2 separate regions of the Zea mays genome follow, and region 2 is linked to region 1. Evidence: chromatin contacts called from public Hi-C data. All regions are on one chromosome and are shown on one strand. Each heading gives the region's core, a stretch centred on a gene start, on an enhancer-like site or on the middle of the called end of the contact. The rest is flanking DNA. Distances are from core to core; before and after follow the strand shown.

Region 1 (6,320 bases), core at 2,447-4,946:
GCAAGAGCTCAAAAGAACACGACAAAACTCTCTCTTCTAGTCATTAATTGCTTTGAGTGGAATTGGGACTTGGAGAGATTTTGATTCAATCTATTTGTGTCATGTATTGAATGCACTAGCTCTTGTATTGAATGTGTTGACTGAAAACTTGGATGCCTTGAAGTGTGGTGGTTGGGGGTATTTATAGCCCCAACCACCAAAGTGGCCGTTGGGGAAGGCTGCTGTCGAAGGGCGCACCAGACAGTCCGGTGTGCCATCGGACACTGTCCGGTGCGCCAGCCACGTCACCCAACCGTTAGGGTTTGACCGTTGGAGCTCTGACATGTGGGGCCACCGGACAGTCCGGTGGTGCATCGGACAGTCACTGTTCACTATCCACTGTCCAGTGCGCCTTCTGGCGCCTGCTCTGACTCTGCACGTGTAGTCCGTGCACTGTAGCGTTGTCAGCCGACCGTTGAACTCGACCGTTGCTCTTCTTGGCACACCGGACAGTCTGGTGCTACACCGGACAGTCCGGTGAATTATAGCGGAGTGGCTCCCCAAAAACTCGAAGCTGAGCAATTCGGAGTGGATCTCCCTGGTGCACCGGACACAGTCCGGTGCGCTAGACCAGGGCAGCCTTCGGTTTTCTTTTGCTCCTTTCTTTTAAACCCTTTCTTGGACTTTTTATTGGTTTGTGTTGAACCTTTGACACCTGTAGAACTTATAATCTAGAGCAAACTAGTTAGTCCAATTATTTATGTTGGGCAATTCAACCACCAAAAACATTTAGGAAAAGGTTTGACCCTATTTCCCTTTCAAATATCATGTACATTCAGACCTTCGATGGCCTAGGAATCGCACGCTCCGCGCTGCGACCAAGCACAGCGCCATTCCACGGCGTCATCCCCGGCAACCAGGCCTATCCACTCAAGTGGATCACATTGCCCATCACGTTCAGCCACCCCTCCAACTTTTGCACCAAGCGGCTATAGTTCGATGTGGTGAACTTCCCGAGGTGCTACAACACCATACTCGGGATACCTTGCTATGCTAAGTTCAAGGCCGTGCCAAAATACACATATCTGAAGCTAAAGATGCCTAGGTCGCGTGGGAACATCACGATTTCAGCTTCGTTCAGGGCTACATACGTCTACGAGCAAGACAACTGCGAGCTCGCCTCAACGCTGGCCGGGCACCCAGAGCCCGCTCTTGGGGACCAGGGAGGCGAAGAGTACACCTCCACCAACGTTGCGGACGTCGTCAAGCATGCACAAACTAGGATATAGCAAGGCACCAGCATGGCGGCACGGGGCCCTTGCAAGATCCCTAACAAAACTTTGTAGAAACTAGGGTTTCGATCGGTGGAAGTCATGTACTCATTAAAAGGAATCAATGGAAATCAATAAATGCGCGTTGATCGCCCCGATAGAATCCCGACATTCTAAGATCGACCCTAGCCTTACGGGGCATGGTGATCGAGTCACCATATCTCCCAAAAAGGAACATCACACACCAAAGCCGCGCAACGTCCCCATCAAAGGAAACGAGGATGACCGACATTGAAGACCAGAATCAGAGGAGGGAAATGAAAGAAATAGTGTGCCATCAAAAGGGATTCACTCAGCCATTAAAAGAGTTCATCACAAAACATCAAAATAGAAGACGTTCAAGCATCAGCGGGTGGGACGTCAGCTGAGCTCCAAGGATCAGTTAGGAGGGTCTTCACTTCCACATGGCTCATGAGCGACTGGCGTGGGGCCAGACCTAGTCTTCGATGACGTCCAGCTCCTCATCACCCCGACTGGTGGCAGAGCCTTCAACAACGATGGCGACATCGATCTCATTGAAATGTGAGACCATATGCCCCAAAGCCATGCTACTACCATGAAAGGCGGCCTCGGCGACCACACGCTCGACATGACCGAGAAGTGCCCAAAGCTGATCGACTAGTGGTGTTTCCATCAAAGGCGAGAGCGAGAGGTGGGAGCATACCCCATCGATGGCCGACCGAAGCTCCTCAAGCTCATTGTAGTTTGCAAGCATGGTCGCCGCCTGAGCCATCGAAGCCTCGGTGCTCTCATGGACACGGGAGAGCTCTCCCCTCTTGGCCTCCGCCACCGTTGTTGCCTTCTGCGCCGACCTCTTGGCCTCCTCGGTTCGGGAAGACAACTTCTAGCTCTGAGGAGAAGAAAGGGATAAAAACACAAAGGCACAAGCAATATGGGGCTAGAGGACAAGAAGAAGGGCCTACCCCTAGTGTAAAGCCTAAAATTGGTAGAAATATATATATATATATATATATATATCATAAAATAATGGAATAAAGAATTAATAATATCAATGATAATGGTTCTAGAATTTTTGAAACCTTTTGAATTTAGTAGGGAATTTCCTCTTCGTAATTAATTGAGAGTACTAAATTAGTTAAATGACCAATAAATAGATAAAGAAAGGTTGATCTCTTGATGATAATTTTTGGTGATGCATTTTATGGAAAACATAAACTTGATCTCCAATTTTAAATAAAAACATAAGATAGAAAATGAGAAAGGGAATTTTAATGAAACCATTTATTCCTCCCATAAATAAATAACAAGGAAAATAATAAATAATAATATTGAAAATAGTAGAGGTTATATTCACAGTAGTATTAATTTTGACACTTGGAAAATTTGAAATTTTGGAATGGGAGTTTTGAATTTGAGTAGAATTTGAAGTGAGAACTCTGAAATAGAAAAGAAGAATAAAAGACAAACATACTCTCGGGCCCAAATCTCCCCTCAGCCCATTCCAACCTCCGCGCCTACTAGCCCAGTTTAATTTCCACCGGAGGCCCACGCGCGCGTGTCACGATGCGGCTCTGGAAGATCAGGCCCGCGTGGCATACTCTCTGCCTGGGTGCTCGGGGTTCTATGGGCGCTGTCTGGTGGGGTCTGCTCATCAGATCTATCCGCATCCTCCTTCCCTCATAGAACTCTCAACAGTGCCATAATGAATCGACTGGGTTTGGTGCATGCTGCCGGATCTGTGGGGGGTTGTTGCGAATCGGTCTCCAGCCTTGCTCGGGTATAAAACCATGACACCGCCTCCCATCTCCTCCAGGCCGCGCCAGGGACCGCCATTGACTGCAAGAGAGGGAGAGCAGTGTGGGAGGAAGAGGCCCGTCGCACCCTTAACTTGCCGACGCTGCCCTTCTGCACCAGTGGGGTGGTTCTGGGGCATCACAAGCACGTGGGGGATCTTCGCCGGGTTCGTGCGCAGCTCAGGGTGGCCGGTGATAAGGCAATTTTTTGCCAGAGTTATACACCCGTCGTGAGCGAGCCTTGTTCCATGGTCGAGCCCCCGTCGCCGTTCAATCCTCTGGTAAGTCACCGGGATGCTATCCCTCTATGCATCCGCTCTGTGTTACATCTATCGGCACAAAGAACCAGCCACTAGATTGCGGGATGGAGGTGATTGCAGCAATGGAGCCGCCGCGGTGGGAGGCTCACCTCCGTCGCCGGCGTCCCGTTGGGTGTGGTCACCACAGGCCATTGGATGAATTGTGGGCGCCTTAGATTAGTCGTGGCACATACCTCTTTGGGGGGGGGGGGGGGGGGGGTTGATTGGATCCCTTGATCCGATGGCGTGTGGTCCGGATTAGTTTGAGGCGTGGTCATCGATTGGACCGTAGATCCGGAATCCTGGGGCCTAGAATGAATACCGGTTCAAGTCTTATTATAATCTAATCACAACCGTAGGATACAGATCCAACGACTGTATAGCGCCGATACCCCTTTGCCGTGTACTTCTTTCAAAAGAGCCCCTCTAGTTTGTTGAATCAACCCGTAGTCCAGTACAGCATTACAATAATTACAAGTAAGTCTTGGTTTTTTGCAGAATAGACCCTGGGGAATTTAAAAATGGTGTACGCAGTATAGACTGGGTTTCTGGTTTAATAAATTAATATCATAAAATGATATATATATATATATATATATATATAAATTAAACTCCAAAACTTCATAAATCCATAACTTCTTTATTTTAACTCCAAATTAATCCATTCCAATTGCGTTAGTCTCCTAATGATGTCCTCCATCATCTAGTAACCTTGTATTACCATGAAAACTAAATTAAAAATTTTGTACTTAATTTCTTTTGTACCTCGTTCCTAAATCTTTAGAAATTCATAACTCTATAACCGTAGCTCCGAATTTAGTGATTCTTAAGCCCACGATCTTGTTATGACACGCAGATCATTATTATTCAGTTTGTCCTTATGTTTGGTGTGCTGTTAATTTTTCCTATACACTATTTGTTTTTATTGCTACGACTAGTGTGAGGTTACGAGTCATCTGAAAAGCAAGTTGGTACCTGGAATCTCAAGTCCTAGGAAGTTGTGACCTTGATCACTTCTATTTACCTAATAATGTTCATGTTAATCATTATGATCTGCACAGGTTAATTTTGATGGACGCAATAGGTTACCCTAGTTTGACTACCTCTATGCCTTGTTTACCACTAAGCTTTTGGGTAGTACTTGCTAGTGCTTTATGTGGATTTGGGCATTGAGATATATATTATTCATGATCATGCTTTTATTATCAGTTTGTTATTTATTGTTCATGATAAGATCATTATGTTAATTGGAACATGGAGCGACCATCCGGGAAAACAGTGCTACCACAAGGGTGATATGGGATGCCCTTGGCTGACTAATTAGAAAAGCTAGTGGAGGACTACCTTACCCAAAAGGGGCAAGGGCAGTAGGGGAGTGGTCAGTGTAGGGAGGTCCTTGGGTTGATTTTGCTGCGATGACGGTCAGGTGAGGGATCCCTGCATTGGAGCTTCCTAGAAACTGTAGCGGGTTTTCTGAAGCTAATGGAACTTTTTAAAGGCCTCGTAGTGTTACCCTGCCTCGCCTCCTTGATAGAGGTGTATGGGATTCATGACCCCTTGGTAGATGGATAACATTACTTGTAGGTAAAGATGCACAACCTCTATAGAGTGTAAAACTGGTATATCAGCCATGCTCACTGTCATGAGCAGCTCGGACCCTCACATGAGTAATTTATGGAACTAAATTCAATTTGTCATATGCATTGCAACGCAGGTGTGGTTATCTATTTTGATCTACTACTTATTTGGGTTGGTATCTACTTACACTTAGTAACTGCTAATAAAATTTTCACCAACTTTAAAAGCAATGCTCAGCTTTAACCATCCTCATTAGTAAGCCTTAAACTTCACATGAGCTCCCACCTTTGGTGAGTTCATGCACATTATTCCCCACAACTTGTTGAGCGATGAACGTATGTGTGCTCACCCTTTCTGTCTCACATCCCCCACAGGTCAAGAACAGGTACCGCAGGATGAGGCGCATGGAGGATGGTGTGATGAGTTCGTGAGAGGTCTAGGCCGTCATCTCCCAGTCAACTTTGGGTTGCTGGATCATTGTCTCCATATGATGTAATTATTTATTTATTTTGTACAAAATTCCTATTATATAGTTAAGATGTGACATTTGTTTCTATACTAGGAGTCATCATATGTGTGAGACTTGGTTCCAACACACTTGGTGATTATTTCGCGCCCGGGTCTTGGTGCCCCCGAAACCCGGGTGTGACACCTGACCTCCTTGCGCACCTGCACAAGCTCTGCGTCCACCCTCTCTAGGCGAGTGTTAACCTATTCAAGGGACGACTCGTCCTCACCGGAGTGAAGATTTGTCTCATCAAGGATATTTTGAAGCCACGACCCCTATTCCTGGAGGTGGTCGGCGTTGCCCCAAGCATCATCAGACTCCAAACACAGGTGTGACACCTCGTTTTGAAGCCGACACTAGTACAAAAAGGTTCAAAGCCTGCGGCACCCATATATTTTTACAGACGGATCCGGTTATCCACCGACTGTGCTATTTCTAGTGGCGGTTCATTAAGAAAACCGCCACTAGAAATCGTATTTCTAGTGGCGGTTTCTTAAGAAAACCGCCAGTAGAAATCCATGATTTGTAGTGGCGGTTTTCTTAAGGAACCGCCAGTAGAAATACGATTTCTAGTGGCGGTTTTCTTAAGGAACCGCCACTAGAAATCATTTTTATCCTTAATTTTTCGAGTTTTTCAAACGACCTCGTATGATAAAACCACTAAAATAAAAGTTGTAGATCTCTAAAAGTTATGAAACTTTGTAGTTGACAACTTTTTTATTTGAACTTATTTCGGTTCTCAAAAATTGAATCTAAGTATGGCAAATTTAAAATTCAAATTTTGCAAACTACCTCGGATGAAAAAAGTGTCAAAATAAAAGTTGTAGAACTCCAAAAGTTATTTATCTTTGTAGTTGACAACTTTTTTATT
Region 2 (6,320 bases), core at 2,436-4,935, 130 kb after region 1:
AAATAAATAATGGAAATTCTTGAGCACGGAATTAGTAAATGGTATAGAACTCATAGCAATACAAATATTATAGGTTATTAGATGTTTTGATCTCCGACTATTTTTAATGGTACTTTCTTTTAGAAAGAAAAGAGAAAACTAAAAGAATATCACTAGTCGTAAGGAAAATAGATTTTACTAGCCCAAAATAAATGTATTCATAAGTATAGCACCTAATTTCTTGGAATTAGAAAAATACTTGTTTATGTCAAAATAACCATGATTATGTCATAAAAAGTCCAATTAGTGATTTATATTGATTCTTAGAATATTAATGTTAGAAGAATCATGAATTAACAATTTGTAGCTATACACATAAGTTTTGTTCAGAAATAAAAAGGAATAAAATCTATTAGTCTATTATTAGTAATAAAGAAAATAATTAGCCTTTATTTTCATAAAGAATGTTAAAACATATTATACTAGATAAAACTAGTATTATAGCCACCAACTCATAATTTCATCAATAATGACTCGCAGTAATAGTCATAATGAATTAATAAAGATTTACGCTTTAAGACGTGTTTATGATTCTGATAAGTGTGATGTATGAATGTGAATGTAATGGTGAATGATTACCCCTGTACTTGTGTATGTTTATTTATTTGGCGTATGTATTTTTTTGTATGTGCGATACGCAAATCGATGCTAGAAGTGGACTGTGAGGTAGACGAGCCAAACTCGTTCGAGGATGACCCACACGAAACTTTCGAGCAAGGCAAGTGGATTCTCCCTCTACATATTATATTTGTACCCAATTATTGCATATAATAATGTTTACTTTTTGGATATACTGCATAATTTGATGGGTTTTTGCCTAGGTAAGGATTTCCTAGATTTACCAACTGTATTCGTCGATTACCCTAGGAAAATACAATGCTTTGCAAATTTGTGCTACCGCTCAACTTGAAAATTTTGATGTCAATCATTATTTGATATTAATGTTCCGAAAATGAAATTGGCATTATGGTGTTAACCCGATGGTTAAACAAGATTATTTCATATTAATTGGAACATGGAGTGACCACCCAGGATAACAATGCAACCACGAGTGCTATCATGGCTCTGGCTTTGGTAATTAGCTTTATGTGCATAGTACCTAGCAACCTTACCTGAAATATGGGCAAGAGGGGGAGCGGCAGGGGTGGCAGCTCACGTTAATATGGGGACGTATTCTTGGCTAAGGTACCTCATCCAGAGGGCCTCCACACCGACTTGGAAACCTTAGCGTGTTGCTTTGTATTAAGTGAATTTTGTGAAAGCCTCATAATGGATCCCTAGCCATTCACCTTGGTAGTGTTTACGGGTCCGATCAACCCAGGCTAGATGGGATACATGGCTTGTGGATAAAGTTGTACCACCTCTGCAGAGTGTAAAACTGATATGTCAGCCGTGCTGACGGTTAAGAGCAACCTGGACCCTCACATGATAATTGAACTTAAAGATGGACAATAAATCGAGATTTGATGATCTGCCAATGGTTTGCTTAAGTGGTTTCTATTAAGTGTTTTGATATACTCTTATACCTTTGTTTAAACGGGATACTTGGGATATACACTTATTAGTAAGTCAGGTGTTGCTAATAAAATATTGACCAACTAAAATGCTTACCGCTTAACCTTAGCCTCACCTTGTTAAACTAGCATTTATTTTCCACCACTTGCTGAGCCCCAACCATAAGTGAGCTCACCCTTGCTAATATTTTGATCAGAGGGTGATGAAGAAGACCTTGATGGAGATTTCGATGAATACTGAGGCTAACGATGCGCCGGTCATCTTCCTGTGGGAGATTACCCATGTTATTTCTGCTTTACTTTGATGATACTGTTTAAGATACTATTGTCTGGATGTTGTAATAAAGACTACTCTACTCTCTTTACGCCTTTATTGCATTGTCTTCTGATATACTACACTTGTGACGTCAACATATGTGTGGAAAATGGATCTTGGCACACATATCCTATGCATTCGGTTTTGCCCCCAGAACCGGATGTGGCAAATTGGATAACCCGTACCTACTTACCTTTGCTACTCTGATTCTTTCTAAACTTTTCTTAACCTTTTCTCATCTATTGCTGCTTTACTCTGATTAGTCTTACCTTTTCACTTCTAAAGACAAAAGTGGATTTCACACCTTGGAATCATGTACCTAAATTGTCCCTAAGTAATAGGAATCCTAATCATAGCCATACAAAACTATTTTTGTAAGTATTTATATGCTTGAGTGTTTGTTTTTATGATAACTGCTTGATTCGGTTCTTTGATTGAGTGTGATGAGTTGTAGAGTGATGTCCACAATTGCATATACATATAAGCATAAAAAGGGTGACATCAAGATCAACTTATATTATCAACCATTAAAAATATATCTAGTTTAATATATCTATCTCATCTTAAGAGATTATATACTCATATATCCATCTTATCTTAAAAGTTCTAACTTATCCTAATAAGCTTCATCATACCCTAATAGATCCATCTACTCTAAACTAGTCTAATCTAGATCCCATCAGAATTAAAGTGGTCTGATGTGATCTAATCTGGTATGGTTAATCTAGCCTAATCTAAAGTAAAGTGATTTAATAGGTTAGTTAACACTAGGGAAAATGACTAGACCCTACTTCTAGAGCATGTTCAAACCTAAGTTGGTACCTTAGACCCACTAGACCATATACAAACATCCTAACCTACATATCTTTATAAGGTTGCATAACTCATCCAACCTAACATCAAACCAGATCTTGACCTACTTAATGTAGTCTATCCTACTCATAGCTATCTTAGCCATATATCCCTAGCTCAGATGACAACACCAAGACCCAAGAAAGAAGAGATCAACTTCAGCAAGGAAGGTCAAGAGACAAGCCAGATCTCCAAAGAAATCAAGATCCATAATCCTGGATGGATTCTTTCTTTTGCCTAGTCTTTCTTGCCATAACCATCTCTTATCTTGCCAAAAAGACGACTAGACATAGAAGATACCCATAAAAAATACTTGAACAAAGGAAATTGATACTGGAACCAATTAGAAGCAAACCCAACCAACTACGTTCCTCTTCTTAGTAATCCCGAGGACGAGATTATTTTTAAGGGGGGGGGGGGTAGAATTTATGACAACCAAAATCTTTCTTTGGTGAATTAAAGAGTCTTCCAATAAATAAATATATCTCTTTCTTAGAAGGAATATTTCCTAAAATAAATAGTAATATTGAAAGTATGGCAGTTCAAATGTTAAATTTAAATCTTTGAAAGTATAAATTAATGCTTGAAAATATTCACTAAGATACTTAATGGTGGTATATCAGAAAATTGTTTTCCTTAAAATAACGTCTTTTGCGAATACTAATTTTATATTGCAAAGCATTCCTTGTTAAATAGAAAATGGGATAGTAAATAAATAAATTTTTGCCTTGCATGTCATGCTGAAATTTTTACTTGTGCATTTAGAAGTTGGTATTTAAACTTAGGTTGAAGTTGAACCTTGGTTTGAAAACTAGGAGTTGAAAATAGAAAACATAAATAAAAAAGAGGAAAAGCCTTTACCTGGGTCGAATCCTAGCCCTCGGCCCACTCACCTTCCCCCCTGCGCGGCCGCTTGGGCTGACACCATCTCCACGGCCTAAAACCCTGGACATGGTGCTGACATGTGGGGCCCGCACGTCATCCGGTTCCACTCCCACCTCTCTTGCTTGGGTGGCTGATGCGTGGACCACCCTAGTAAGCTTCTTCCTCAACTATCTGCGAGCTTCACGCTAAGCACCGCGCCAATCTCGGCCGGATCTGCTGGGCCCGAGCTCCCGGTTTGATCTCACCGCCCGAGGGGGGTCTACCTGACCTGGGGGTATAAGAGCAAAAGCATGCCGCCTCTACACATCTCTTGCATGCCGCATAGAGAGAGTCGTGGAGAACAAGAAGCAAGAGATAAAGGGGGGAAGCCGCCACACTCGGTCTCTGAATTCACAGTCGATCGATGCTTGGGGATGGGTCTCGGAGGTCCGCCGGCGTGCGAAGATCTCGTCCGATCGATTCCTCGGATGCGTGGGTCACTTGGTTCCGGGGAATCGCTCACCGGAGCGCTGGGCCCGCCGTGGACCGCACGACTCTATGGTTCAGACACTGCTCCGCGCAATCATTGGTAAGAACCTCCCCCATCATTTCACTTTCATCTCTGCATGGTGTAGCATCTTTCGTTTTGAAGTTGAATTAGCAGATAATCTACCGGTCGAATACCGGCCATGGCGCCACCACATTGGGTGGGCACCGCCGTTTCGCTAGCCGAAGAAGGAAGAGGGTTGTATGGCCGTTGATCGGCTAAGACACGGTGATGATTAGATTAGGCGGATACCGGTTGGGCCCTTATCCATACCGTTGATCCGTGATCGGAGCGTTGTGGGTTGGGCGCAACTATTTTAAACCTGAACCGTAGGCGCTCGATCGGATGGATAGGTTTGGATCAAAGGGTGGTCTATTGTGGACCATTGATACGAGATCCAAGGGTGGGGGTGGCATACCTATTCATTGTGAAATCCGACTGGTCGGTGGCGTGGCCTTCTAATCCAACGGCGCAAATCAGCCCATACCTCTTCGTTGTGGTGCTTTCGCATAAGAGACCCCGAGTTTCTGAAAAAAACCTGCCATCCCCGTATGCATAAAAATCACTACACTTAGGTCCTGTTTTTCACGAGTTAGCCCCTGAACTCTCAAGAATTAGTGTCCACTGTCCAACAGGGATAAAATAAATGGTGAATTGAATATAGAAATTGATGTTGTTGTAAAAATAAACCTAGAAATCTTAGATAAATCATAACTTGACTATTTTAACCCTGATTCAAACAGTTCAAGTTGCGTTAGCTTCGTAATAAAATCTCCTACACAGTGATGACATTGTTGTACCATCAAACATATTTTTATAAATATATAATGGATTAGCCTATGTTTAGTAGATTAATCCTTCTAACCAAGGTTAAATTAGTCCATGATAATTTGACTAAAATAAGATTTCTAACCAAGATATAATCTAGATTAAGGTGGAATTGATTATTTAGAGTATATTTACTCATATGATGTAAATTAACCAATTTATAATATATTAATATTCCATCATGTAGATACGCCGAAAACCATATCTGTTCCACCGTAACTTTGATTTTAGTGGTTATCGAACCTAGGATCTAGTTACGATACGTAGAATATTATTATGTAGTTTGTTCTTATGTTTGGTGTGATGTTAATTTTGCCTATACCATGTTTGTTTGTATTGCTACGACTAGCAGCGAGGTCACGAGTCACTTGAAGACCAAGTTGGTGAAGTACCTAGGAATCTCGAGTCTAAGGCAAGTTGTGCCCTTGATCACTTTTTTTACCCAATTATGTTCCTGTTAACCACTGTGACATGCTCATGTTAAACTGATGGGACCTAATAGGTTTCCTAGACTTGTTTATCCTACACCTTGTTTACCACTGAACTTTTGGGTAGTTTTGCTATTGCTTTTCCTGGTTTTGGGATTAATATTACATTATGATCATGTTCCAGTATACTGTTGTTTAATTATTGTTCATGACAAGATCATTGTGTTAATTGGAACATGGAGCTTAACTTGAGAAACACGTGCTACCACAAGGGTGGAATGGGACGCCCTTGGTTGACTAATTAGGAAAGCTAGTGGAGGACTACCTTACCCGAAAGGGGCAAGGGCAGTAGGGGAGTTGTCGGTATAGGGAGGTTCTCAAGTCGTTCATGCTGCGATGGCTTTTCGGACGGGGGATTCCTATATTGCGCTCTCTAGAACTGTAGCAGGTTTTCTGAAGCTAGTGGAACTTTGTAAAGGCCCTATAGTGGATCCCTAGCCATTCACCTCGGAAGTGTCTAAGGGTCTAACTAACCCTGGCTACACAGGATACACAACTTGTGGGTAAAGGGTGCAACCTCTGCAGAGTGTAAAACTAGTATATCAGCCGTGCTCGCGGTCATGAGCAGCTCAGGACTCTCGCATGATTAATCTATGGAACTAAACTTAATTTATCATATGCATTGCATTGTGGGTGTTGTTATTAATTTGATCTCTTACTTATTTGGGTTGGTATCTACTTATACTTAGTAACTACTAATAAAATTCTGAGCAACTTTAAAAGCAATGCTCAGCTTTAACCATCTCCTTTGATAAGCCTTACAATTCACATGAGCTCCCACCTTTGGTGAGTTCATGCACATTATTCCCCACAACTTGTTGAGCGATGAACGTATGTGAGCTCACCCTTGCTGTACTTGCATCCCCTAGGTC

What was found. A called contact is a pair of places that touch in the nucleus more often than the background predicts.
Region 2: a Hi-C map of bundle sheath shows a contact between it and region 1, with 4 times the contacts expected there. The contact joins two enhancer-like sites. A contact is called at or near these places in 5 of 25 Hi-C or Micro-C datasets (bundle sheath, endosperm, leaf and 1 more).

Annotation. Positions count from the first base shown.
Region 1 is chr8:101,650,480-101,656,799 of Zm-B73-REFERENCE-NAM-5.0, forward strand. No RefSeq gene overlaps it. Among protein-coding and RNA genes, the nearest start is that of LOC100193052, 92 kb to the left of the region's middle. Within about 2 kb of position 3,697, at least 16 of the 20 cell types and tissues checked have an H3K27ac peak or open chromatin away from gene starts, as enhancers often do. A contact at or near this core is called in bundle sheath, leaf and leaf mesophyll, where this site is marked.
Region 2 is chr8:101,781,661-101,787,980 of Zm-B73-REFERENCE-NAM-5.0, forward strand. No RefSeq gene overlaps it. Among protein-coding and RNA genes, the nearest start is that of LOC103635612, 170 kb to the right of the region's middle. Within about 2 kb of position 3,686, at least 16 of the 20 cell types and tissues checked have an H3K27ac peak or open chromatin away from gene starts, as enhancers often do. A contact at or near this core is called in bundle sheath, leaf and leaf mesophyll, where this site is marked.